Regions from separate parts of the Mus musculus genome. Here regions 1, 2, 3 and 5 are each linked to region 4. Evidence: chromatin contacts called from public Hi-C, promoter capture Hi-C and targeted proximity ligation data. All regions are on one chromosome and are shown on one strand. The core of a region is the stretch at or near the end of the contact, and the rest is flanking DNA. Distances in the headings are between cores, read along the strand shown. Region 1 holds the start of Plaat3 (phospholipase A and acyltransferase 3). Region 2 holds the start of Prdx5 (peroxiredoxin 5). Region 3 holds the start of Naa40 (N(alpha)-acetyltransferase 40, NatD catalytic subunit). Region 4 holds the start of Stx5a (syntaxin 5A). Region 5 holds the start of Atl3 (atlastin GTPase 3).

Evidence for each region. Promoter capture Hi-C pulls out the DNA fragments that hold promoters and counts their contacts. Hi-C and Micro-C count contacts between places; a contact is called where the count stands out from the background. Capture Hi-C pulls out chosen DNA fragments and counts their contacts.
Region 1: a contact with region 4 is called in a promoter capture Hi-C map of pancreatic islet, with 3 times the contacts expected there. A contact is called at or near these places in 3 of 39 promoter capture datasets (cranial neural crest, embryonic stem cells and maxillary cranial neural crest), 2 of 130 datasets of targeted methods (differentiating embryonic stem cells and fetal liver) and 1 of 9 other capture datasets (pancreatic islet).
Region 2: a Hi-C map of B cells shows a contact between it and region 4, with 5 read pairs. A contact is called at or near these places in 1 of 39 promoter capture datasets (pre-B cells) and 1 of 484 Hi-C or Micro-C datasets (B cells).
Region 3: a targeted proximity ligation map of large pre-B cells shows a contact between it and region 4, with 4 times the contacts expected there. A contact is called at or near these places in 1 of 130 datasets of targeted methods (large pre-B cells) and 1 of 9 other capture datasets (liver).
Region 5: a contact with region 4 is called in a promoter capture Hi-C map of embryonic stem cells, with 2.9 times the contacts expected there. A contact is called at or near these places in 9 of 39 promoter capture datasets (the C10 cell line, the HPC-7 cell line, cranial neural crest and 6 more), 14 of 130 datasets of targeted methods (the 230-238 cell line, T-cell acute lymphoblastic leukemia, acute myeloid leukemia and 10 more) and 2 of 9 other capture datasets (liver and macrophages).

What each region holds. Positions count from the first base shown.
Region 1 is chr19:7,556,031-7,558,820 of GRCm38.p6, reverse strand. It overlaps Plaat3 (phospholipase A and acyltransferase 3), which reads right to left and starts at 1,362. Exons shown (of 5, transcript NM_139269.2): 1 at 1,257-1,362; 2 at 826-889. The coding sequence starts at 840.
Region 2 is chr19:6,908,821-6,911,520 of GRCm38.p6, reverse strand. It overlaps Prdx5 (peroxiredoxin 5), which reads left to right and starts at 1,415. Exons shown (of 6, transcript NM_012021.3): 1 at 1,415-2,062. The coding sequence starts at 1,904. Trmt112 (tRNA methyltransferase 11-2) reads right to left here and starts at 1,823. Exons shown (of 4, transcript NM_001166370.1): 1 at 1,259-1,823; 2 at 1,057-1,158; 3 at 848-937; 4 at 493-769. The coding sequence starts at 1,336. The coding sequence ends at 662. Esrra (estrogen related receptor, alpha) reads left to right here. Exons shown (of 7, transcript NM_007953.2): 7 at 1-544.
Region 3 is chr19:7,239,827-7,242,526 of GRCm38.p6, reverse strand. Naa40 (N(alpha)-acetyltransferase 40, NatD catalytic subunit) reads left to right here and starts at 1,305. Exons shown (of 8, transcript NM_027643.1): 1 at 1,305-1,589. The coding sequence starts at 1,584.
Region 4 is chr19:8,740,414-8,743,174 of GRCm38.p6, reverse strand. Stx5a (syntaxin 5A) reads right to left here and starts at 1,372. Exons shown (of 10, transcript NM_019829.4): 1 at 678-1,372; 2 at 251-321; 3 at 40-95. The coding sequence starts at 902. It overlaps Wdr74 (WD repeat domain 74), which reads right to left. Exons shown (of 11, transcript NM_134139.1): 11 at 2,551-2,761. The coding sequence ends at 2,597. 1700092M07Rik (RIKEN cDNA 1700092M07 gene) reads right to left here and starts at 2,457. Exons shown (of 2, transcript NM_001177347.1): 1 at 2,329-2,457; 2 at 1,950-2,200. The coding sequence starts at 2,407. The coding sequence ends at 2,019. Mir6992 (microRNA 6992) reads right to left here and starts at 204; the gene lies at 96-204.
Region 5 is chr19:7,493,076-7,495,775 of GRCm38.p6, reverse strand. It overlaps Atl3 (atlastin GTPase 3), which reads right to left and starts at 1,338. Exons shown (of 13, transcript NM_146091.4): 1 at 1,115-1,338. The coding sequence starts at 1,160. Gm52401 (a long non-coding RNA gene) reads left to right here and starts at 1,982. Exons shown (of 2, transcript XR_003952920.1): 1 at 1,982-2,159.

The sequences.
Region 1 (2,790 bases), core at 113-2,612, 1.2 Mb after region 4:
GTGTTGTTTTCACTTGGGAACCGAATAAACTTGAACTTGATTATAATCCCACACCAGTACTCAGCTGGAGCACAATCCCAAGAGGGTTGTCTGCAAAAACCTGAACCAAATCAACAGTCTTGTTAAAATGAAGAAGACATTTGCCCTGTTCCAATCTCAAGACATCATGGGTTAACAAAGATGCCGGGGGCTGGGATGTGGCTCAGTCGGTAGAGTGCTTGCCTACCATGCAGGAGGGCTTCACAAAACTGGGTATGGGGCCTCACACCTATAATTCCAGCACTCAAGAGGTGGGGGCAGAGAAACCAGAAGGAAGAAACTGTCCTCGCTAAATAGGAAGTTTGAGGCCAGTCTGGGCTACCTGAAGCCTTGTCTCAAAAACAAAAGCAAAACAAAAATCAGAAAGAAAAGAGAAGGGGGGATGGAGGGAAGAAATGAAGGAAAAGCCAGAGCTGAGTGTTTGCTGGCAGCAGGGATGGCCATGGGTCAGCTGACAAGACAAAAATAAGCAGAATCAACTTCAGACATTCGACCCAGGAACCTGCCCAGGGTCCGGGTTTGGTAAGAAGACCCAGCCCCCAACTTCCCCCCCTCTACTGCTTTCTATTGAGCATGTTTCAAGCAGGGTGGCAGCCAACTGCTGAGGCTCAACAGGTGGCAGCTGACCCACAGCTCATACCTGATCCCCCAAGGGTTCAAATGTAGCTTCCTCACTACAAAGCTCCTCTCTTCAAAACAGCGAGTCAGACCCGGAGAAAACAAGAGTCACCATTAAAACACTACACCCATCCCTGGCCCACCCTTGGCTTCTCACGCTGTACTTACTATGGGTGCTAGCATTTTCCAGGATGTGTGAGCTTCAATTTCAGCTTAGCAGCAGCGTGGATGCCTAAGACACAGAGGGGAGCAAAGCTCATTAAGTCTCTAGCAAGTCTCCAGGAGCAGGGTAGCTTTTAGCAGAGCCCTCCAGAAACTTCCACCAAACTTCTCCAACTTTCTCGCTCTCCTCCGCTCTGACCTGAGCTTGCCCTTGAATAGACAAATCCCTCTCTGTAGGGCAGAAGCGGCTCACGGGATCCTTGGTCACCAGCAGGGTTCCTGGCCAGGCAGGCATTCGTGCGCCCCTGGCTCCTTTTCTCCGCGTACGGCGGATGGCAGACAGGTGGCAGCTCTCGCCTGGCTTGTTTACGCAGCCGAAACACTCTCCGCCTCCCAGACAGCCCTCGGGGACCCGCAGAGGCACCCGGGCTTCTCACCTTTGCTTGGGTCCCAGAAAAAAACTCTCCAACCTCCTCGCGCCCCAAGTAGGCAAGTGGAGGCCAGCGCAATGGGGACTGGTTTAATGGCCGCAGAGTCCAGGCTGAGCCAGATCACCCCGCCCCTCCTCCTGTAACTGGCTAATGAGAGCGTCGCCAAGGGCATGCCACTACTCAGTAGTCACTTAGATGCCTCCCTCCCGCTGCGTTCCCGCCTCTCTGCTCCTCTGCCCCAGATTCCCCAGCCCTTGACAGCCTATACACACTCCTCATGGAAGAACATGTTATGTCGAATTACATTTAATCTTTGTACATGAATCATACCAAAAGGCTATTTTTTAAGAGTAATACATGCCTGAAATCCTAGCATTTGACAAGCTGAAGCAGGAGGATTGCCATAAGTTTAAAGTTAGCCTGAGCTACTGTTTGAGATCTTCTCTCCAAAATAATAATAATAAATAATGATGATGATGATGATAATAATAGCCAGATGTAGTTGTTTATGCCTTTGTTTCCTGCACTCAGGAGGCAGAGGCAGGCCCATCTCTGTGAGGCTAGCTCCACATAGTGAGTTCCAAGGGTGCCAGAGCTATGCAAAGAGACCTTGCCTCAAAAATCCAAAATATAATAATAAAAATAAAAATAATGACAACAACAGTAATGTGGGGTTGAGGAGCTGGCTCAGGGGTTGAGAGCACTTGCTGCTCTTGCAAAGGGCCCCGGATGGTTCCCAGGATCCACATGGTGGCTCACAACCATGATTAACTCAGTTCCAGGGGATCCAATACCTTCTTTTGACATTGTTACTCATGAGGTACAGACCTGGTACATGTGCACACATACTGACAAAACACACATAGAGAAGACAGCTTGCACAGGGGTTTCAGCCAATAGAAAGTCTTTATTAGCCTGGCTGTCAACTACAGTGGGTGTTCAGTGTAGCACTTAGCTTTTCTCAGAGTGAGCTTTTAAACACAAAAACCATGTTCTGGGTTGGCATTCTTCAGTTAACAAGAACAGTTAGCCAAAAGCAGGCTCACAGAAGCCAAAAATAAGATTAGTACACCTGGCCTCTGTTTTAGCTTTGGCAGGTGGTGCTGTCTGCCTGAATGATACTTCCATCATGGAGTCAGTTGTGCTAAAGTCTTGGGGCCCACTAAGTCTGAAGCTCTGTTACACTCATAAAATAAATCTCAAAACATTTTTGTAATTGAAGGAGTTAAAAAAATACACTCCCTGGCATTTTGATTGAGGAACATGAAATATGTAATTTCTTTTGATTTCCTTTTCAATATTCAGAGATTACTTTATTCGTGTTTGAAATCAAATCCATGAACATAAAAGGTTAGATGTTTAAAACAGTATATTACCATTGCACAAATGAAAAAAGAAAAAGAAGCATTCTGGACAAACATGGCTACTGTTCATTTCTGTACAGTGTTCTTTTCTCTTTCTTAAAAGCAGAAGATGAGGCTCTGCATGGTGGCACATGCCTTTAAACCCAGCACTCAGGAGTTAGAGGTAGGAAGATCTC
Region 2 (2,700 bases), core at 166-2,665, 1.8 Mb after region 4:
CCTTGCAAGCCATAACGTGCCCCCCAAGAGTGTTGGGGGCCTCGCGGAAGCCATAGGGGGCTGCAGGGGATGTGCAGGAGGCAGACACTGATCTCAGGGAGGGAAGGGATGGAGGCCGCCGGCTCCCACTGGGTGATGCTTTTGCTGCTGCTTAATCCGATCTCCTCTCCGGAGCAGAGGGGGGCTTGGAAAGCAAAGGCCCCGTCCCTTCGCTCCTCTCCTCATCCGCATTGGGCATTATTGCCCCCCCTTGAAGCAATAACTCCAAGCAGGCTCCAGCCCCTGGACCCCAGGGGTGGCCAGGGCCCCCTATCAGCTCCCACCTCAAGGGGTGGGGGACAGCACTGCCTCTATGCCCTGCAGAGCAATAACACTATATTTATTTTTGGGTTTGGCCAGGGAGGCGCAGGGCCATGGGGCAAGCCAGGGCCCAGAGCCCTTGGCTGTACAGAGACTCTATTTTAATGTATATTTGCTGCAAAGAGAAACCGCTTTTGGTTTTGAACCTTTAATGAGAAAAAAAATATACTATGGAGCTCAAGTACACGGTGGTCGGTGAGTCACTGGGGGGAGTTTGGGGGTCACACATGACACGTCTATTTAACAGACCGTACAACAGAAACACACAGTCAACAAAATACCAAAGTGGCGGCTAGCAAGGTTACGTCTCAGTCTCCTCATCATTCAACAGCATATTGGGGATCCCGCGGCTGATGGGGAAAAGACGACCAGATTCTGGGCATTGCAGGGTGCCCTCCAGTACATCAACCTGCAGGGGAGCAGGACAAAGCTAAGCACCGGTAGCCTCAGTGGGAGGTCTGGGCAGGCGATGCCCAAGGATTCTCACCTCAAGCAACACGTGGTGCATCTTCCTCAAAAATGTCTCGTCGTGCTCATAGCCTTCAGTCGGCTCTTTGGGTACCTCGGCCAAGTTTAACTGTGGAAAGGAAGCGTACGTGGTCAGTGGGCACACGAACACCGAGGCCGTCCGGGCAGGGAAGAGGCTCAGAGCCTGAGCCCGCCCCCAAGGGGCGACAGAAGGGGCGGGGTCCTTACGGTGTCCGCTGCCTGCACAAGCGCCGCCCACTCCACTTTGGGGATCATCCGCGCCACGAACTCCGGGTTGAACTCCACGGGGTTGATGCGGACCTCAGTGGCCTGCGGGGGGGGGGGGGCGGTAAAAAGGTTTAGCGAGGTAGGTCCGGGTCCCGGAGGCTCCACCCTGAACTATATGGGCGATGAACCCTTGTGCAGTTACCTGCAGGCGCAGCGGGAAGCCACGCGTGCCCACGCCCCGCACATGGGAGCTTAGGAGATTGTGGGTGAGCAGTTTCATGTTGTCACAGCGGAGCGCGTGAGGCCGGAACCGGAAGGAGTCCACACTTCTCCTTTCTACCACTTCCGCTTTGAAGCCGTTGAACTCTTCGCCGGACCGGAAGTGGCCGACTTAGGGGACCTTTTGGGGGGCTTGGCGGCAGCCGAGATCGGAAGGACTGTGTTGGGTCACGTCCTGGTACCGGAAGCGTTTCTCGGGGAGACTGCAAAGGCTTACGCCGAATCCCGCTCGCTGAAGAGAGTACACACTATGCAAGTCACGTGTAAACCGGCTGCGTTACGGCGCAGGTAAAACGAACACATTTGAGGCTCAGCCAGATCATCCCCGACCTCTGTTTGCGGCTATGGGTCACGAACTGTCACGTCGGTAAACCAGGCACCTCTTTCTGCGATTGAAGAAGGTGTGCGAGCCCTGAGAGCCCCGCCGCGTCGTAGTGCGTCACGGCCCTGCCCCTCTAAGCCGGCGCTGTGGCTGCGACGTGGGACGTGCGGCGTGGGCGGAGCTGTCCCTGCATCCACCTCCTGTGGGCAGAGCCATCTGCGGGTGGGCTGCGGCAGCGGGGCGGGTATGCTACAGCTGGGGCTTCGAGTCCTGGGCTGCAAAGCCAGTTCTGTGCTCCGTGCATCGACGTGCTTGGCAGGCAGAGCAGGCCGGAAAGAAGCAGGTTGGGAGTGTGGCGGAGCCCGCAGCTTCAGCAGCTCCGCGGTGACCATGGCCCCGATCAAGGTGACCGGTTTTACCTTTCCTGGGTCCAGCCTATCGCGTCTCTTTGGGTTCCACGCGGGGTCTCGGGCTGTCCTCCTTGACGTTTCTTCTTGTCATGTTTTTTGTAAGACCCTGTCTCTGCTTCTCCGTCCTGGGACATTTCTTGAGCTGCCCTCTCACATCTATGCCACGTCCAGGGACAAGTCCCCACCATTTTCAAGCGACCGAATGCTATGTCATTTCCCACATTCTTAAAATGCCTCTTTTGCCGCTTGGCAGCTTTTCCAACCCTTTCCCCAAAGCCCCAGCACTTTTGTGATTGTACTAAACTCCATTTCATCTCATCTTTTGAAAGAGCCATGGTCCCTTGGGGACCTGGGTTGATCTTTTCCACTTCTGTTTCCACTCTATGTATGCTCACCCCGATCCCGCCCTTCTGTTTGATCTTTCTGGGAATTCTTGAACCTATCCCCTCTCCTGTTTTTGGACTTAATTTTTAGAGAAAGAGAGAGGGAGGGAGAGAGGAAGGGAGGGATGGAGGGAGGGAAGGAAGGGGGGGGGCACACAGAGACAGAGGTTGACTTACTATATAGTCTTGGCTGGCCAGGAACTTGGTGTGTAGACCAGACTGGCCTCAAACTCCTAGAGATCTGTCTGAC
Region 3 (2,700 bases), core at 56-2,555, 1.5 Mb after region 4:
CCTTTCTAGAAAATACCAGCAGATCTTTTTCCTGTTTGATACTATTTCTTTCCTTCTCTCTCTCTCTCTTTTCTTTTTTAAATTTTTTGAGATTTTATTTATTTAGGTCTTTCAAGCTAGGATTTCTCTGCGTAGCCCTGGCTGTCCTGGAACTTGGTCTATAGACCAAGCTGGCCTCAAACTAATGAGATCCACTTGCCTCTGCCTCCCAAATGCTGGGATCGCCTGACTGTGTCTGTGTGACTGTGTTAGATCCCTTGTACCTGGAGTTATATATAGTTCTAAGCTGCCATGAGTCCTAGGAACCTGGTTCTTTTAGATGGGTAGCCATTGCTCTTAACCTCTGAGCTGTCTCTCAAGCCCCATGGTCCTCCAACCTCTGCTTCCATAGTACTTGGATCACAGGTAGGAGCCACCACACTCAGCTTGGTATTGTTTTCTTTGCTGCCTGAAACAGTGCCTACCACTGCAGTAGGCACTCGCTGCACGTTGCCAGGGCTACAACTTCTCTGAGCAATAAACGTAGGATAATGATTAAAATCTGAAAATTTTAAATTTAAGACTGGAGCCAGGGCGTTCTAATTTTGTGTGTGTGTGTGCCCGCGCTAATAGAGACTCTGGAGTAGGGGTTGTAGCTCAATGACAGAACTCTATCATGTGTGAAACCATGAATTTGACCCTCAGTACAGGGCTGGCAGGGTCAAGGAGGCCAACCTAAGCCAAACCAAGCAAAACAAAAACAACAACAACAACAAAAACCAACCAACCAAACAAAAAAAAACCAAGAAAGCTAAGATTTTGATTCCCGCCTCCACCCCAGATTTCAGGGTTAGTCCCAAGGGTTTGCAAACTGCTCTATCTCCCTAGGTGATTCCCATGCAGGTCATGTGGAGGTCACACTACCCAGATGTCTGCTCAAACTGAAAAAAATAGGACCCAGAACACCTGAGGTCTTTAGTTACACAGGAGTTACAAGCTCCTTTAGGACACAAACTTCTGTATCCTCTGGGTTCAGCACAATGTATGTGCATGTTAATGCCGTGTGAACGAATGTTGAGAAGGATGAATGGGTATAACAGGACTTGTTAGAAAAGGCATGCCAAGGGTCAGCTTCTAGAAGTCAGAATGCTTCCAGACTTTTGGCTGTGCCTGCGCGCCTCAGCGAAGGCAGCCCGCACCACCGCCCACCAAGTGGCTCCGAGGCTAGCTTGCTCCAGGCCGGCGCGCGCCCTTCCGCTCCGCGTGGTCGTTGCCATAGTTACAGACGCGGACCGTCGAGGGGGCGGGGCCGGCGCGTGCGCGTCATTCCTAGCGCGACGCTCTGCCGCGCCTCCCGCCTTTCTGTTCTCAGGCCTTCCGCGCGCACGGCAACCGTTCCACCTGCGCGCCTTCGCGCTCGCCGCCCACTCTGGTCCGGTTCTGCGCCGGCGCGGGGCCCTCTAGGACGCGCGGGGGATTTGTGAGACGCATGCGTAGTGCGCGGCCGGCCGCTTCGCTGTCGCTCGGGTTCCGCCGTTGCCACCTCCCTACGGGCAAGTGCGAGAGGGGAGCCGAGGGCCGCCGCCGTCGCCGCCGCCGCCACCATGGGGGTAAGTGAGGCTGGAGAAGTAATGGGAAGTCCACAGCTGCCGTTCACCCTCTGCGTCCTCATTGTTTCGTGAACCCCCTCACGTGACCCTGACCCCTTACAGTCTCACGTGACCCCCGGCCCCCACTTGACAAGAGTTCCCCACGCCTCGTTGTAAAGGTCCCGGCGTTGAGCCTAGCCCAGAAATTCTCTGGGAGCCCTCTTCTCCCCCCCGCCCCCCACTCCGTTCTCTTCGTGCCCCTTCCTGCCTCTCTGACCCCCTAGAAGGCCTCCCCACTCCCGAGCCCCTGCTGCGTCCCTGATATTAGCCCCTTGCTCCTTGAAGACACCCATCATCTGGCTGTCACGGTCCTAGCGGTTTCCTGCTACCCGAACTTGTAGGGAACTGAGGCAGGGAGGCAAGAAGGCGTATGGCCAAGGTCACATTGATATGGCTTGGGCGCTGGACCCCATCCGGTGACTCCGGAGTCTCGATGGAATCTGCTTCCCACTGCTCAAGTCTCTGCCCAGCCAGTTCCCCTACACTTTTGAACCGTCTGCTACCAGCTTCTTCCTGCTTCAGATGAAACGTAGTCTTCCTTACCACACAGGCATGCCCGTTCAGCTTCTGGCTGCAGTAAAATGGATCTTAGAAGTTGGATTGTTCTTAGTCTTGTTACTGCAGGTGGCTTGCAATGGAAGAGGGGGTGGAGGTGTACAGATGAGTAGGGGGGATGGGCTGGTTATAGTCCCAGCCTGGATGTATAGTAACCACCTGTTATGGTCTGACAGCAAGAAGATGCATTTCCATGGCCTTTCCTGGGATATGCAGATCTAGGGTTGGGCAAAAGCACCCTCCTAAAAATGTAACTCTCTGATCATAGGGTTCGTGTGGAATTTGCAACACTTTTAGCGAGTCCTGACTTTGAAACTAGATGTGCCTCAGTGGCAGCCCCATCTTTAACGGCTAGTGGCATGACCCTGCAGGTGATGAGGCCTGGCTTGGTTTTATTCCTATTTGTGCGATGCACGTGACCTCCTCTTAGGATAGTGATGAAGATTAAATGAGAAAATGGATGTAAATAGCCCACTAGGTGCCTTTAAGCAGTAGCTGCTATTTTGCTTATATTCTC
Region 4 (2,761 bases), core at 123-2,622:
TTCACTGTCCCACCTAGGAAAGGCCTCCCAAACACTCACAGATTGTTAGCTTCTCCAGCTTGGCAAATGTATTGCTGAGATCTTTCCCAATGCGCCTGCAAATGATCATCAGTGAGAAGGTTGTGGTAAAGGGCAGGAAAGAGGCTGTTACCATAACCTCCAACACAACCAATTCCACTCAGCCAAACCATCACAGGCAGATATACTTAAGACACTGTATCACCCCACCACAACGCCCCTCTCAACTCACCTGGCCATGAGGGTAAATTCACTGCACTGTCGGGCTGCGTGCAGAGCCGGTTTGCTTGTTTGGATTCCATTCTGAATTGTATCAAAAAGTTGCTACTTTAGTTCCTGTCACTACTTACCTCAGCTTTTCACTGCTCCCTCACATAACCCACTAAACACTCTAGCGCTGTTGACATCAGACAATCTACATTTATCAGTGGTTTGTAGATAAGAAAAAAATTAGATGTAGGTTTAAATCCTGACTCATCCTTTGTGGTATTTAGGGCAACTTACTTAAAGTATTCTTGAAATTACTGAAGACAATTCCTCCTCTCCTACTGATAAGATTAGTCTATCTAAGAGTTGTAAATTAAGTTTAGACAACTACCAAACAAACCTAAGCATTAACTAAATGGGCTCACGCCTGCCTTTCCACTCCAGCTTCTTACCTGACGGCTCTGCAGGGACTTGCAGGCAGACTGGAACTCCTGGGTCCGATCCCGGCAGGACATGGTGTCGGGAGGGGAGGGGACCAGGGCCACCGGAGTGGGCAAAGGAGTGCTGTCACTGCTGCTACTGATAGCAGTTGCAGGGGACAGAACCTGTGTCTTTGAGAGACCCAGGTAGACACCCTGATCCGTGTTCTTAGATCCGTAGCGTTTCCGCGGGATCATCGAGTCGCATAACCTCAGACTGTTGTGGAGAGGAGAATGTCATTCTCCAGACAGCCTCTTTCCCCAAACGCTCCCCTCAACTAGCAAATCCCCAGGCCCTTTCCCGTATTTGACAGACTTTGGAGCCCACGGCCACCCGCAGATCCTGCACCCTGGACACGGCGAGAACGGTCAGCTTCCTCCAGGCCCAAGGCGAAGCCTCCTCAGAGTCTCCTTCCGACTTGGCTCTGACTGCCAGAGCTCCGGCCGGGGCCCCTAAAGTCGAGAAAACAGCCACAGCCTGGTCCTGCGGCCCTGAACTTCCAGGCAGACCTTTGCAGTTAGCCCAGGTCTCAATCCTGCCTTTGGTATACGTGATTTCCTTCCCCCTCTCACAGAAAACAGCAACCGATCTCCAGAGGTGGACACACTTCGGAGGGCGGAGGGGGAGGCGAAAAAACCCTCTTAAAAGTGTTTATTTGAAACAGGAAGTCCCACCTCCGTCAAAGTTCCGCCTGTTGGAAGACTGCAGCCACTGATTGGATGGGGCCAAGTTTTTCCTTAACAAGACCTTTCCTGATTGGACAGCGAGGTATTCGCTTACGCGGAGCCGCCAGCAGGACTTACTCCTGGCTCCCTTCCCCCCTCCCCCGTCAAGCCGCTGCCCGGAGCTGAGCCGAACGACAGAGGCTGGACTCCTACTGAAGCGAAACCCTACCTCTTCTGTTTCCTACCGCCACCACCACCGCCACTCTTCCCAGATCGTTGCCGCCTCCTCGAAGGACTTGTAAGCAGTGGAAGCCGGACCAAAGAACAGGAGCCGCCACGTCACCTAGACGTACTCCTAACTCGGTGACGTGGCTGCTGCGCCACGCCTTTTTTTTAGCCCAGAGACAGAAAGAACACACCCCTACCATGCAAACTCGACTCCGCTCTCCTATTGGTTAGACTGCCACCGCGGCCCCGCCCCTGAAGTGCGAGAACAAATCTGGACCTGCTGGGTTAGAGGCGCCTTAAAGAGCCTGTGTGTGGTCTCAGAGCCTTTAAAGCTGGAAGCCTAGGCCTAAGTGTTTTCAGCAGATTCGCAATATTAACTTTATTCTCTGGTGTTGGGGAGGACTAAGACCAGGGTTGTAGTCAGCCTTTTTCTGGTTCCTTGTGGCTTCCCTCATGTTTGCGTTCCTGCATCTGATTGTCCTGCTTGCCTGACCGCGAGGACTCCCGACGGCTGAACATGGATAGCCTGCGCCACAGCACGGTGATCAGGAGACTTTCGTTAGATCTTTGTTTACGGCGGCCTGAGTTGTCCACTTCGTTGCCTACAAGCACCACAGGGTCCACTTAATTCACTTCTGTTCTCTCCAGCCCCACCTCTGGGGCAGTCCCTTTGGGGCACCTCCGGCTCCCATTCCAGGACCTGAGACCCGTTTTTTGTATCTAGTCCTACCTTCCCTGCCATCCTCTGTTACTTCATCCCTTGCTTGCTCATCCGAGGCCCAACGGTTCTTGTCCTGACAGCAGCCCATGGCCCCGAAAGGCGCAGGACTCTGTCACCCTCCCCAGCCAGCCTAGCTCTGGGCCTAGCTTTTGTGATGTCAGGTCTCCCGCAGCTAGGTGAGGGAACCCCTCCCACCTACAAGGCGTTTCTCCCATCACAAAAGGTCCAGGATCAGTACGCGCGTTGGGCTATTTATTAACAACATGAGCAAGGGGCTTCAAGGACTGGTGGATCCAGGCCGCTTCTTTTTCTTCCTTCTTTGGAGAGCACCTTGTGTCTGGTCCAAATCTGGGAGCTTCCGCTTGGCAGCTGCCTCCAAAGAGGCCCAAAGTTCATCTGTCTCTGTGTCTTCTGAGGGTACTTGGTTGGGCTCTTGAGGTTC
Region 5 (2,700 bases), core at 89-2,588, 1.2 Mb after region 4:
ATGTTGGTATTGGCCTTATGCTTCACTAGGTGAAAATGTTTTTCACCCATACATCCCCTCACGCATGTAAAAGCTGCACAGGAATTTCTAGAATACAAGCTGGTTTTCGTAGGAAGCAAAACAGCCCTCATTTGATGTTGCAGTTTGTATGTAAGCTGAATACTGACATAGAGTACAAATCCTTAACGTAGGTTTTACTTAACTCCACTTCTCCAAAACAAAACTGAGAACCATGACGTTTTAGACTGCTAGGGGTTTTTTTTTTTTTTTTTTTTTTTTTCTTCACCTTTTGCAAAACATTCCACTTCGTACTCAAATTTGAAGACTGGGGTTTGCTAAAAAATTCTTCAAACACTACTGTTGACTCTTCTTTTTTTTTTCCTTTAGATTTCGCAACTGAAACTTGCAATCATTTCAGGGCCATACCCATTAAACAAGCACAGTGCCAGGTAAAATGACAGGCGAAACTGCATCCATGAATTTACGGAGGGACTATTTGGTTTTCATTTAGTACTTTTACCACCTCATTTTATGTCTCCGGCAAAGCCAAAGGAACCAAACTTACTTTAAAAAAAAAAAAAACAAAACAAAAAACTTGCAAAACAAAACAACCAAATTTAGGCCAATTCTTTTATCACCAAACATGGAGATAAGCGCGGGTGGAAAACGAACTTTACTAATACTTGTCAGTATCTCAAGGTCTTTTCGTTTAAAATAAAACCTTTCAACTCCAAGGCTGCACCGCAGCATTCCAGCACTTTAAGGCTCAACAATAAAGCCTTCCGCCGATCCCGGCCCGTTAAGACGGACCGCCAACCTCGCTTCCCGACCCGGAGCGCGCCACCGCCCGGCACGCCCTGCCCAGCACAGGGCGGAGCTCGACGGGCCAGAACACCAGGCCGCAGGAGGCCGCGGGCTCCCGGCGGAGACTGGGAACGTTCCCCGCTCCAGGAGCCCCGGCCCTGAATTCCGAGCCGAGACACCCGGCGGTGCGGCCTCCCGTCGCCACACCAAAAAAGGCGGCGGCAGGGACGGCTTGTCACCTCGGAGCCGAAGCACTGGGAGGCAGCGTGGGTAACCACGGACCGGGTCCCGGGAAAATTGGACGCCTCACCTGCTCCTCTCGATGCCACCGCTGCAGTTCGCTGAGGGGACAACATGGAGCCTCCTCCTTCAGCAGAAGTAGCAGAGGCAGAGAAGACAGGAGCGGGTTGAGGCTGCCCTGGAGGAGGGAAACAGGCGGAGCCTGGACTTGGGGAGAAACCGAGAAGGAGGGGCGCGCGGAGAAAGCCTACAGCTCAGGAGACAGCCCTGCCGATGGCGCAGGGCGTGACGAGGGCGGGAAAGCGCACGCGGCCGAGTCCCGCCACCGTTCGGTGCGCGTGCGCCGGAGCGGGGATCGTGCCGCGGGTACCTGTGACTGCGTACTGGAATGTCGGGTCCATCGGGAATTGTAGTTCGGCGTTTTCTTGGGCCCGGCCCCTCTGACCCGGGTGTTCGCCCTCATCCGGGGCGTAGAGGAAACGGAGGACAGGACTGGGCCGAGTGGGTCTTCCTACCGCTGAACTACAACTCCCATTAGGCCTTGCAAAGGGAAAAAAATGAGGAGGGCTCTCGGAAGACCCTGCCCGGCGCCTAACCCGGGGACCAGGGCCGGGCTTTGGCCACCCGGTTCCCGCCGGGAGCCCCCACCCGGCCCGCGTGCTGGGCTCTGGTGTTCCTCGCTGGCCAGGACTACAGGTGGTGGTATGAAAGAATTAACATGATGACGCGAACGCTTCGACTTTGACTTCACAAGGACAGACCATCGTGACTTCATTATCATCACCATCACCCCTAATCTCTGATCTGACCAAGGCTTACTAAAAGCTAAAGTAACGCCGGTCGTGGTGGCGCACGCCTTTAATCCCAGCACTTGGGAGGCAGAGGCAGGAGGATTTCTGAGTTCGAGGCCAGCCTGGTCTACAAAGTGAGTTCCTGGACAGCCAGGGATACACAGAGAAACCCTGTCTCGAAAAACAAAAAAACAAAACAAAACAAACAAACAAAAAGCTAAAGTAAGACCTTACTAAGTCAGGCTCCGGGTGGCACGCTGGTAATCCCAGTACTGGAGACCAGGAGAGGAGGATCAGGTGTTCAATACCTTCCTGAACTACATAGTGAGTCTCTGTCTCATTTTCGCGCGACCTCAGACTATTCTGAGCCATGACCCACCTTTTGTAAACTTTAGACTTCTAGGACCGTGATTCAAAGTTACTTTACAAAAGGAAGTTGTTGGGAAATGCTTTTATTCATACTTGACATATTGTGAAAATACAATTTGCCACAACTAAATACTGTTTTCTAACAAATCCTATAGATGGAGGTAGTGTCACCCCAGTGACTTGATTTTTCCTCACCATTGTTTCGTTCATTCAGCAAATGTTTTCTTTATTCCTTCGGCCTACCCTGAACTTCCCTCTATCTCTACACCCTGCCAAGCCTTTCAGCTATCTTTACTTCCTGAGCAATTATGCCAAAGGTTATGAGGTAAAAATTATTCGTAGCCTACCTAAAGAAATCCTGTTTACACTTCTTTAACCCCTCTTTGAGCCCCTTTACCCCCCAAACTCTCAAGACTGTTAGGAAACTCTCTTCTAGCTTTTAGATTTAAACCAAATTAGATCTTCTAGGCTATTGTGTAGTTGTTTCTTCTAAGGT